Linked DNA regions of Anser cygnoides: region 2 is linked to region 1. Evidence: chromatin contacts called from public Hi-C data. All regions are on one chromosome and are shown on one strand. Each heading gives the region's core, a stretch centred on a gene start, on an enhancer-like site or on the middle of the called end of the contact. The rest is flanking DNA. Distances are from core to core; before and after follow the strand shown.

Region 1 (5,422 bases), core at 1,338-3,837:
GATAAATGAAGCTCTTCATTTCTGCAAGTCAGGAAAAAATTTTAATCTTTAACTTTCCCTGACTCCTTTCCCTTCAGTAAAATTTGGATTTACATGTAAACAAACTATTCACACTGGTGTTTTTGTAGATGAGTTCATTGAAATTGTATGTTTCATTCTGAAAATATAATGTAACTTCAAACAGATCCCGTTCACCACCCAGACATGCGCGTGTGCGCCTGCACAAATGTTCTGTCACTGAACTACTGGGAGCATCTCGAGAGAGAGCTGTTAATAACCCTCGTGCAGTCATGCGGAGGATAGCATGGTTATTGGGCTGCTAGGACAAAAAACGGTTGCAGGCTCTTCAGGTGAACTGCATGTCAGCCATAACTCAGATCCCAAACTCTGCTTTAGTATGTACTTGGAAATGCTGAGGGTCTTGGTTCTGAGCCTTTGAGTAGGCTGAGCTCAAAAGCAGCTGTTTCCAGTGGTCTGCCTTTTAACCTTTATTCTTATGTAATCTTGGAAGATAAAGTGTATGTTTTAGGTGGCTTGATGAGAACCCTGTGGTGTCCTTGTCACTGTTCCATTCCTGGTGTGGTGTAGGAAGTAGCTGAATGTGCCGCTCTTGGGGGGAGTTGGTGACATCGAACACTTCCCTGATTCTTCTGCTATGTTTGAGGCCATTTCATCAGAATAGCCACACTTCTGATCTAGTGTGGGAAATGAGGGGGATCGCCTGTTCTGCAGGAGTGAAACAGCCCAAACACCACAGTAGGATGCAGGTGGCAGGATTTTGCTGTTTATTACTGCATAATCCAATTTGCATTCTTTTCTGGCTACACTGCTCCGTGATAGAGACAGCACTTGCTGGCATGTCACCCAATACAAAAAGGGATACCCTTTAAGGTAGAGTTTTGTTGTTTTTTAATTGTATATGAAGTAGAAATACAGACACGTTATTAAGACTAATTTCTTTTGTTTTAAAACCAAAAGAATCTAAAAGTTGGGTTTCTTCAGATGCACTAAAATGGACTTTTCCTCCAATAACTGCTAACCATAAAAGGCAGAATTCAAAGGACTTCCACTTTTTATTTCTGTTTAGTTTTGAGCATGTACAAGGCTGTGTAGGACCCCATTTCTCTGTATATACTATTCCAGTTCCAAATATCCCATGTAGAAAGCGCACTGTGCTGCCCTCTCCTTCCTAGATCTTCAGCTGTGTCGCTGCTTCCTGACTGCTGGGGGGTAGTGGGGCAGGCGCGGGTCTGCGGCAGGAGGAGAAGCTGTTGAAACGAGGGCCGTGAGTTTGTTTGCTGTTATGTTTGGTTTGGTTTTGTATTTCTTTTTTTTAATTTTATTTTGGTTTTATGTTTTATTTTTGTTTTTTAAATCAATTGGGCAGCTCCCTTTTCCACAAGCCTTTGTGACTGTAGAACTATTGTAGAAAAAATGTTCTTTTCTATATATAAAAAGAAATTATCCAACGCAGTAATATTGGTACCTACCATTTTTCACTTCTGTTTAAAAATAAAATAAAATATGTATTTTTAGCAAGATAACTTGGGTAATCTTCTAAAAGAAATTAAAAAAAAAAACTCACTGTTAGTGACTTTGATGCCTTTTAAAATAAGAGCTTTTTCATTTCATTCCATCTTTAAAATTTTTTATCTTTGTTGTAGAATATTAAAAACTATTTTAAGAAAGATAAAAATTCTCTTTAAAGAGATCTCTAGAGTGTGTGAATAGGAGCTCCAGATGCCTCTAAAAGCCGCATGTACAAATGAAGCTGAGTCTATTCCTGTCTGTTTATATTTGCTTTTCCTGTTTTGTAACCTCTTTGTACTTTGTTCATGGTGACTTGTAAGCTAAGGGGAAGGGGGTGCCTAGATGCCTTTGTAATTCTCCATGTCATACGCTCCTGGCTGGACGGTCTCCCTTCCTCTACTTGTATGTAATATCACTTTTTTTTCCCCTTTCTAGCAAGTACTTTCAAAAGAACTCTGTACATTTTAACATAAAAAAATAAATTATGTTGAGCCATTTTGGATGTCTGTTGTGCATGTGGGTTTTTTCTTCCACGGGAGCGCTGACCTCTGTTACCAGCCGCTGGGCACGATTCCCTGCTCACCTTTTGGTCCCGGGGAGCGGGGCGGTGCTTGGATCGGGGGCGTGCGGCGGCTGAGGTTACGGTTTCGGTGATCGGCTTCCCCTCGGAAGAGCGATCAGGTACCGGTAACGGGAAAACCTCGGAAAGCTTCTGCAGCTCGACCTCGCTCTCCGCGGGGAACACCTGCAGCACGAGACGGCTTCGCTGCCGCCGCCGCTCGCGGAACGGCCGTGCCGGGGCCGCCCCCTGCGAAGCCCCCAGGCGAGCGCTGGGGGGAGGCAGAGCCGCGGCGGGCACGGCCGGGCGCGTTCCCCCGGGCGCGTTCCCCCGGGCGCGTTCCCCCGGGCGCGTTCCCCCGGGCGCGTTCCCCCGGGCGCGTTCCCCCGGGCGCGTTCCCGCGAGCGGCCTCTGCTCGTGCGCGGGGCGGCCGGGGGCGCGCGGCGGGGGGAGGCGGGGGGCCGAGCACGTGCGGGCCCGGGCCGGGGGGCGTCGCGCTCCCGGGCGGTCCGTCCGTTTCCTGGCCCAGCGCGATTTGGGTTATTCGGGAGCGGAGGGGAGAGGGGGCGACCCGCGGTGAGGGCTTTCACTGCGCCGGTCACTTGAGGATTGCAGGGAGTGTGCGAGCACTCACAGGTAAGCGTCCCCAGGCTCCCAGCAGGCACGCATCCTGCACCTGGATGTGCCCGTATTATTTTCCCGTAGTCAGTGTTGGAGTTGAGACTGCATTAACCGTTCTGTGCCAGCAAGCTCTCAAGCTCTTTGTATATTGCTCATAACTTCCTTTTTTTTTCTTTTTTTCTTTTTTTTTTTTAAGCTTTGTCACCATCCGGTAGCAAAGTTGCAAGGTAGAGGGTGTCCATCCCCTCCCCATTGTGCCCCATTTATTCTGTACTGAGCGGTTATAGTTCGGGTTCTTTTTGTATTTGCTTGTTATTTGCTATCTAAACCCATATTTAACATGTTTGATTTGACCATTAAAATGTGTTTGGCTTGAATTGTTATTTACAAGCAACACTGCATCTGCTTTCATTTATTCCCAATTTTCAGAAACATCTCTCATTTTTCAGATACAGTATGGATTTTAGAAGTAAAATGCCAACTGAGAATGGTTGCATGTCCTCCAGCAATTCAAAATGGCTTTGACTTCTGGAATCAATGCCCTGAGTGGTCAGACTAGAACATAATTCTGTTGCTTTAGATAACTGTACAGTTCGAAACGGTGATGGTGAATCGCTGCCATGAAATGGCGATGTACATTTCTGTTCTTGTAAAATGCTTGTATCATAAACTGAGCGGTAGAACAACACAAGGTCTTTATCGAATGCCCTGGTGCCAAATTGTTGTTACACCTGTGCACATGAAATACATTTCAGTTCATTGTTTGAGATCTTTGCAATGCATAATCACAAGCTATCAAGCTTGGGGTGAGCACGGCCAGCACTAATAATGATTAAAATAGTACTTCTTGTGTATTTCTGAGTTCTTAAGGTAGTTGAAACCATTTTAAGAAAAATGCAAATATCTAAATGGGAATGTAACAGTTTATAACAACTTTCTCTCTAGCCTTGTAGGCCAAGGAACAAAAATAAGTGCTTATGAAATCCATAAGCAAGATCACAGGAATGTGATTTTCCAGAGTTAATGAACTGTTAAACAAGTATGGCTCCTTAAGAAAAGTTTATAAAAAATGTTATTTGCTCAAATAAGCTTCACTATTAATAACACCTGTTCGTTTTTGTTGGTGGTGGTGTTGGTTTTATTTTTATTTTTTTAAGGAAAATTAAAAAAACAAACCCCTGTTTGTATTAGTTAACTTGTCTTGATGATACATGCATTTAGGAGTCATGAACAAGGAGATCTCTTTTTCAGTTTCCTGTTGTAGAAACTATCAAATCCTGTTGTTAAAGGACTAAATAGATGAGTTTTTTGTAGATTTGGTTTTGTTTTGTTTTTTTCTGAGAGTTGCCATGCTAGATAGGAGTGAAATCAGACTGTCCTGGTGTGCAGGAACTGCTCGTACCTTACAGCATGCTGCGGGCAGCTGCTGCTGCACGCTCTGGATTGCCACAGCCAGGTAATCGTGCTGTGGACATAAAACTATTCCATTCGGCACTGTCCGGCTTGCTCCAGTTTTGTTAATATGTGGACCAAAATGGCTGTTACCAACACTCAATGCGCAGGGAAGAGTTTGCATGCAACGGACAGCAACGTACAAACTTCTGCCAGGGAGACCAGGGTTGTGGCTTTTCAAGAGGTTAACTGAAAGGCTGAGAGCTCATCAGTGAGGTAGTTAAAAAAACAAACAAACAAAAACCCACTAAACGGAACAGAACCATTTTAATGAGGTTCATAACTTGGGGAGAGAGATCCTTGCTGAGATCCTGTCTCTGCAGGAACAGGGAAATGCAGATAGGCTGAGGTAGGTTTAGTTTACAGCAGCTGAGGTGCAGCCTGCAGCATCTTTTATCTTCACAGCTTGTCAGCCAGAATAATATGGCTAAAAATAGCTGCCTGAAATTGAAGTTTGTTTGTAAAATCCTTCTGCCCCTAACACAGAATCTGAGCAACTTCAACAAACATCGATCTTCACCTAGAACAGGGCAGAGCTCCAGTGACGTGTTTCGTCTCTTGAAACAGCTGCACTGCCTTGCAGGCAGACAGAATTTTGCTTCTATACTTCCCTCCTCACAGGAGGTTCTTCTGTCCTTGATTTGTTTGTGTGATTATTTTCTTAAGGGTTCCTCTGTCGGTAACTATTTGTTCTCCCATGCGAAATCCTTTGTCCTGTGAACCCTTTGGAACAGGGACTCTGTTGTTGATATGATCGTCGTTTGACACAGTACGATGCTAGTCTGTCATCAAAGTAGCAGAGAGTTATGATAGTACAAATAATCTGTTTTCAAGGAAAAAGTGATAAGTTTGTTGCTCTGTGCCAAATAATTAAATAAGGTTCTTGAAAAAGTTTCATTTAAATTATCATGTTGGCTAATGCATGCAGCTGGTATCTTTCAGCTCAAGGAGGAAGTCTGTTTACTGAAATTGTCATCCTCTGTTTCCCCATTTTGAAGTGATTATATATTTCTCCACTGGGAACAAGCAGCAACAAGATACAATCCATAACACGTTTTCTACTGTTTTGTGTATTTCCTGAACAGCTTACTCAAAGAAGAGAAAAATCAGCATTGGAGAAAAAATAAAGGAAGTGGCAAGTTAAGTGAAATTGCTGTTAAGTCCATTTCTCACTTCCTCTGTCTTGTGTCCTTGCTCCGTTCTGAAATAGCAAGAATGGAGAAGAAGATGGGATTTTCTTCACATACAGCAGATCTCTAG
Region 2 (5,422 bases), core at 1,582-4,081, 290 kb after region 1:
GCATGTGGTGATAAATGTGGGGGCCACGGGTCCTGGTGGCGGACAGTAACGTCAGAAAGTCCAGACACGGCTTCGACGCACCCCGCTGCCCCGCAGAGGTTGCTTTGCATTTCCCGCAGTGCTGGCTTGTCCTGCTGCTCGTCCCCTCTTCCCAAACGCCCGGGATGTTGAAGCAGTTCAGTCCTGCCCTCTGCACTCGCAGCTCTTTCAGTGTGGGGATGCGTGGATTGGGTGCTGGGGCTGAGCAACGGGTGAGACCGCGATAGCCCTGCCGCCGTGCCTGGCACAGCACGTGCGTTACGGAAGGTTCGAGTGTCCGGGACTGGGACAGGGAGGCAAGCACAGGCTGAGCAGCAGTGCAGAGAAACAGAAAGCAGTAGCATGGTGGAAAGACAATTTGGTGCACACTGTGGGCTTTTTAGAGTCTCCTCTTGCAGCAGGGACGTCTGGGCCCCTCCATCGCGGTGTACGCCATAACCCAAAGGCAGCTGGACGCTGGTGGCTGCGTCACCCCTCGGGGTTTCTGTTTGGAGTGCTCACTGGACGAGGAATGGCTTTGATGGGAAAACCTCCTGGAGTGGGAGGAAAGAAAGCGCATCACAAAGCCCGGGGGCGGCTGGAGTGAGGTCAGCGGGCCCGGTTTGGCCTTTTTTGGAAACAGCCGATGTGAGATGCCCGTCAGAAAGGTCTGGATCCACCACGAAGCAGGACGGGTCCCAGCGCTCTCCGCTCTTCCCGGGGACGGGGATGGTTGCGTGTCACCTCCAGTGCCCCACGGGTCTCGGTGGCCGCGGCTGGGTGGGACGGTGCTGCTGGGGCCCTGCCGCAGCCCTCCCAGCCCCGGACCTCCAGCGCGCACCCCAGGCTGCAGTCGCTCCTGCGTGGGGCCGGGGGTGCTTCACTTCCAGACGTGGTGCTCCTGGGGAACTGCTGGATCCGCTTCACCACACTGTAAATAATTACAGTTACCCACTCACTTAAGTAATTTAAAGGATTATTTCTAGTCTCCCTGATTTATAGGCGATTTGGAGTTTTAAGTGTGGGCAAAAAAACAAAACTGAAGCTGGTCTATCAGTCCTCTGAACTCTTAGCTTTGTTGTTTTGAACAGTCATGGGAACATTTTTTTCTTAAGTAGGAGGTTATTATAGGACACTTATTAATAACTAGTCTTGGCTATTTTTAAGTATTTTCAACATACTCTATCATGATAGTACAGCAGAAAGACTAAGTTTAATTCTGCTGCCCCGGTGCTCATAACTCACTTCTGTTTGTTTTGGCTCATCGGGACCGAAGTCCTAACACTGCTTTGCAGGAATAGCGAGAGCCTGAGGACTGTACCGCTTGCTGTTGTTTGGAGCTGCTCATTTTCTAAGAAAAATGAGCATAGAGCATTCTCCTCATAGAGGAGAAACTAAGAGCTGAGTTTGATTTACAATTAAATTTCATCAGGTTTTTCTGGAAATGCCAGAGTCAGCACAGCACAGCTGTGGGTAAAACTCTGGTACTGCTGAACTGGATGGCAGAACTTCAGGGAAAACAAATGTTGCAGACTAAGAACAGAGCCTGCAAATTGGCGTTCTTGGTAATTAAGGGGAAGTGTAAGCAGTCTGCTCTTAAAACAGGATCTGTGTGAAATGACCAAAAGAGGATAAACCCACTCCTCCATGAGAATTGAGCATTTCAGACAAGAGAAATTATATTTACAGTATAATTTATTAAATTTCAGATTGCCATATGCAATAAATTATAGTCAATATAATGATAGCATTGTCATAAAATATTACCATGAAGTACTTGTCTAATATCTAATGTAATTTATACAAATAAGAACGGTAATTATGATGTTTAGAAATTCAGTGTTAATGGGAAGTGAGCAAAATATTAAGGAACTTCACAGTAAATTCAGGGAAATATGTCATTATTATTGCTTTTGTGCAACAATTTATAATGCACCCATACTGCATGAGAAAGAAAAGGTACAGTCACGTAGTGTCTCTAGAGCAAATGCATTCCCTGAAGGCTGAACTTATTGCACCCATACGGTGCACTTCAAAGCATTTTAACAAATGCAGAACGATAAATGATCAGTAGCTGATCAACCTCTAGACTCTCCATTCTAGCAGACAACAGCGAGGCTTAGAAAGGTTTCAAACTTTAGGTAACAAGTTCAGGAAGGCAAAGCAAACACACGAAGTCAGTAAATGCTCAGTCCGTGAGCAGCACCCGCCGTGCGGTGCCGCGGGCTGGCTGGGGTGTGCTGGCCCCCTCCGGGCACTGGCCCCAGGCTGCGGCGCTGCCGCGGGCAGTCCCGGTCCCGTCGGCCGTCTCCCGGCACCGTGCGTCCCGCCAGGAGCTCGCAGGGCAGCACAGCGTGCCGCCTGCGGCAGGAGGTGGCGATCAGTCTCGTCCCGAAACGTTCTCCTCCATTGCCGTTCCCTTCGCCGGCTCAGTGGACTTTGATGGAGTATTTCCGAAATTTCAGGAACTGGAGGAGCTTGTCTTTTCGCCTCTGCTTTAGTGCCATTAGTGCTCTCGTTTTCTCCTCCACGTCCTGGTCGGTGGCGAGGATGATCTTGGCTCTTTCCTCTGCCTTCTTGTCTCCGGAGTGTTTGAAGAGTTTCTGGAGCGACTCTTCGTCGATGCTCTCAAAGATATTGGCCACGGCTTTCTTGCGCAGGGCTGTGTCGAAGCGGTAGCCGTGGACCGAGGGGCTCACTCTCAGGGATGTGGACATGGCTGAGGTTGTGTTGCTTCTCCTTGCTTTCATCTACGTCGGATGCTCTGGGGTTTGCCTTCTGGGTCTGATCGGAGGGATCTGTGTGGTATCTGTGCTGAAGACTGCTATTTAAAGGCAGGCTGAGAAAAAGCCGGAGAGCTCAAGTTACAGTGATGAGGTCACGCTGATGTCAACACTGAATAGTCATAGGCAAGTTAACATTTAAGTTGCCAACTTTCCTCTGTTGTGCAGCCAACTGTAAAAGATTGCTGTGATTCTGCTGTGAGTTTTTCTTTGACCTGGTGCAGAAGGGGATTCGTGCAACTTCCAGCACCGTTGTGTGTCGTTGTGCACCGTTGTACAGTTCAAGCTGCACTTGTGGCCTTTCGTTGTGCTCAGAAAAGCTCTGCACTCAGAAAACCTTGCCTGCTGCAACAGGCTCTTGCACCTAATAAAAAGTGAATATTGAGAACTATTGCAATACTAACAAGAGGTTAGCTGTGAGCCTGTGCCTGCAGATGTCTACTTGTCTGTATCCCAGCCAGACAGAAGGACAAGGCAGCAAAACCTGCTCAGGTCTACGTATGGGACGCTTTCTGCTGCTTTCCGTAGGGTACAGGTCACGTTTAGTAAGCTGTATTTTCAAAGCGGTAGGCAGTTCAGCAAAGGCAGCTAATCCATAAGGTCTCCTGCAGTGACTTTCCCGGGATGTTACAACCTGGAGCTGCCCAATTTGCACGTAGTGGGGCAGCAGGTGGCATCTCTCTGCCCCACGGTGCACATGGTGCCGCAGCAACAGCAGCAAGAGGTTTGTTGCTGTGCTCCTGCCTGCAGCTCATCACTGGAAATTAAAGTTTAAATTCAATTCCTCTGCTCCAAAGGAGTTTGTGTTCCCCACCTCTGCATCCCCAAGCCCTAGGGATGCCAACCCCCCTCTCAATAGGATGAGACTGGGTACGGCAGGCTGCGACAGCCAGCTCTGATGGCTGGAGTGTACTGCCAGGGTTAGAAATCTAACCTTACAAAGACCTGCACCCCACTAAATCTGGCCAGGAATGACAGTGGGTTCAAAGGTTGCTCAAGGCCAAGGATCCAGCGATAAGTGTATTTTGGTTAATGGCTTAAAAGTGGCCGGATGCTGCAGAGGCACTGTTTAGAAAATCAGTTGCTTGTGTACCAGCTGTGTTGATGATTCCCCATTACTCATTCCCACTCAAGAAGGCCACAAACAGGCTTTGTCCCCATGACTGCCCACTACTTAGGGGGGTTCCCTTGTTTATGGGAGAGCCGTGGAGGTGATAGGTGATTGCAGCAAGGAGCAGAGCCGCAGTGACATTGCCTGGTTGCTTGTCACTCCGTATTCCCTCCTCTAACACTTCTGTTCCTTCAGACAGAAGGCAGGAATGTGTCCCTGCACAGCCCTGCAGAAACCCTCTCCTGGCTCTAGCCAGGGAAAAGCCCACAAAGTCCATGTGCTAGGCATTTGTGCAGGCATAGAATAATAATTAATAATAATAATAATAAAGTAATTGTGAACTGTATTGCTTACTAGACAATACAGCAGGCCAGGCTGCTGCTTGGGCAGCAAAACAATTGGTAGTCACCAGCTCCATGCACTTAGATAACAACTGAACCTCTGCACTTCCTGCTGGCGGGGCTCGCCGTGCTTTTTATCTTTAGGAGAGGGAGTGGATTGCGTTTAACTGCTTGACCACTTTCCTATCTGTGACTTAGGAATCGTAAATAGAGCCGGGCACACCCTGGCGCAGCCCTGCACGCTCCATTCAGCCGCATCCTGCTGGGGGACAGGGTTTTCCTGCGGCGGCTCCGCCAGGCGCTGCTCGGTGCCATTGTTACCTGCGTGAGCTCTCGCTGCACGTGCCTGGGATTTTTTTCCACCGGTTCTGCATCACCACCATTGTATGGCTTGCTTTTTACAATTTTCCTAAGTTTCTTTTGTATGTGCTAGCTATTACATGAGTCGGCGTATAAACAGATACCTTTACAAAACCTCTTAATTCTCCTCCTGCCACAAAAACTTAAAAGCCTCTTACTTTACCGTAGCCTTGCTGAATTTGAGAGCATTACACATCAGCTGATGCTTGCTCAACATTTGCAGGGTAAATATGCCCTGAAAATAGGATCTTTTTGATGTGGCTGGCTTCTGGGCCTCTGCCTATGGAAGAGCTCCATGTTTTATCGATGGCTTGCTAAAAAGAAATACAAGAGGGGGGAGCAGTAGGAAGAAGGAAGATGCGTGTTGATTTCCTCTCCTGCTCAGATGCAAAGTGCTGCCTGAAGTACTGTGTGAAGGGAAAACCTGCCTGTGAAAATGTCCAGCTGAAATGCTAAACATTACTTGCTTCACTGAACAGAGAAGTACACTTTCAACGTACTTAGGACAAAAAAACAGCACCAGGAGATCCGTGGTGATCTTGTAGATGTAGAAAACAAACCTTCCTTCTGCAAAGCACGATTTCCCGTAGTTGAAAAGAGGAGCTGAGGCGTGTTAACATATGCCTACTTTTTACTGCTTTTACTGCACATGGAATCGTTCTGCAGGTATTTGCAGAGATATGGCTGATAGAATAAATTAGCAATATTTGTGGCAGATACATGCTCAGAAAAGTATCTGCCATGGAAACCGAGAATAAAACTGATGCTATAAGAGTAAGACATCAAAAAGCTGCCAAGATGAAGAATGT

The links. Hi-C and Micro-C count contacts between places; a contact is called where the count stands out from the background.
Region 2: a Hi-C map of liver shows a contact between it and region 1, with 3 times the contacts expected there. The contact joins the promoter of TCIM here to the promoter of ANK1 in region 1. A contact is called at or near these places in 2 of 7 Hi-C or Micro-C datasets (both in liver).

Annotation. Positions count from the first base shown.
Region 1 is chr26:262,171-267,592 of Taihu_goose_T2T_genome, forward strand. ANK1 (ankyrin 1) reads left to right here and starts at 2,588. Exons shown (of 44, transcript XM_048047277.2): 1 at 2,588-2,725. It overlaps KAT6A (lysine acetyltransferase 6A), which reads left to right. Exons shown (of 18, transcript XM_066983428.1): 18 at 1-2,032.
Region 2 is chr26:549,657-555,078 of Taihu_goose_T2T_genome, forward strand. It overlaps TCIM (transcriptional and immune response regulator), which reads right to left and starts at 2,832. Exons shown (of 1, transcript XM_013194470.3): 1 at 1,696-2,832. The coding sequence starts at 2,768. The coding sequence ends at 2,448.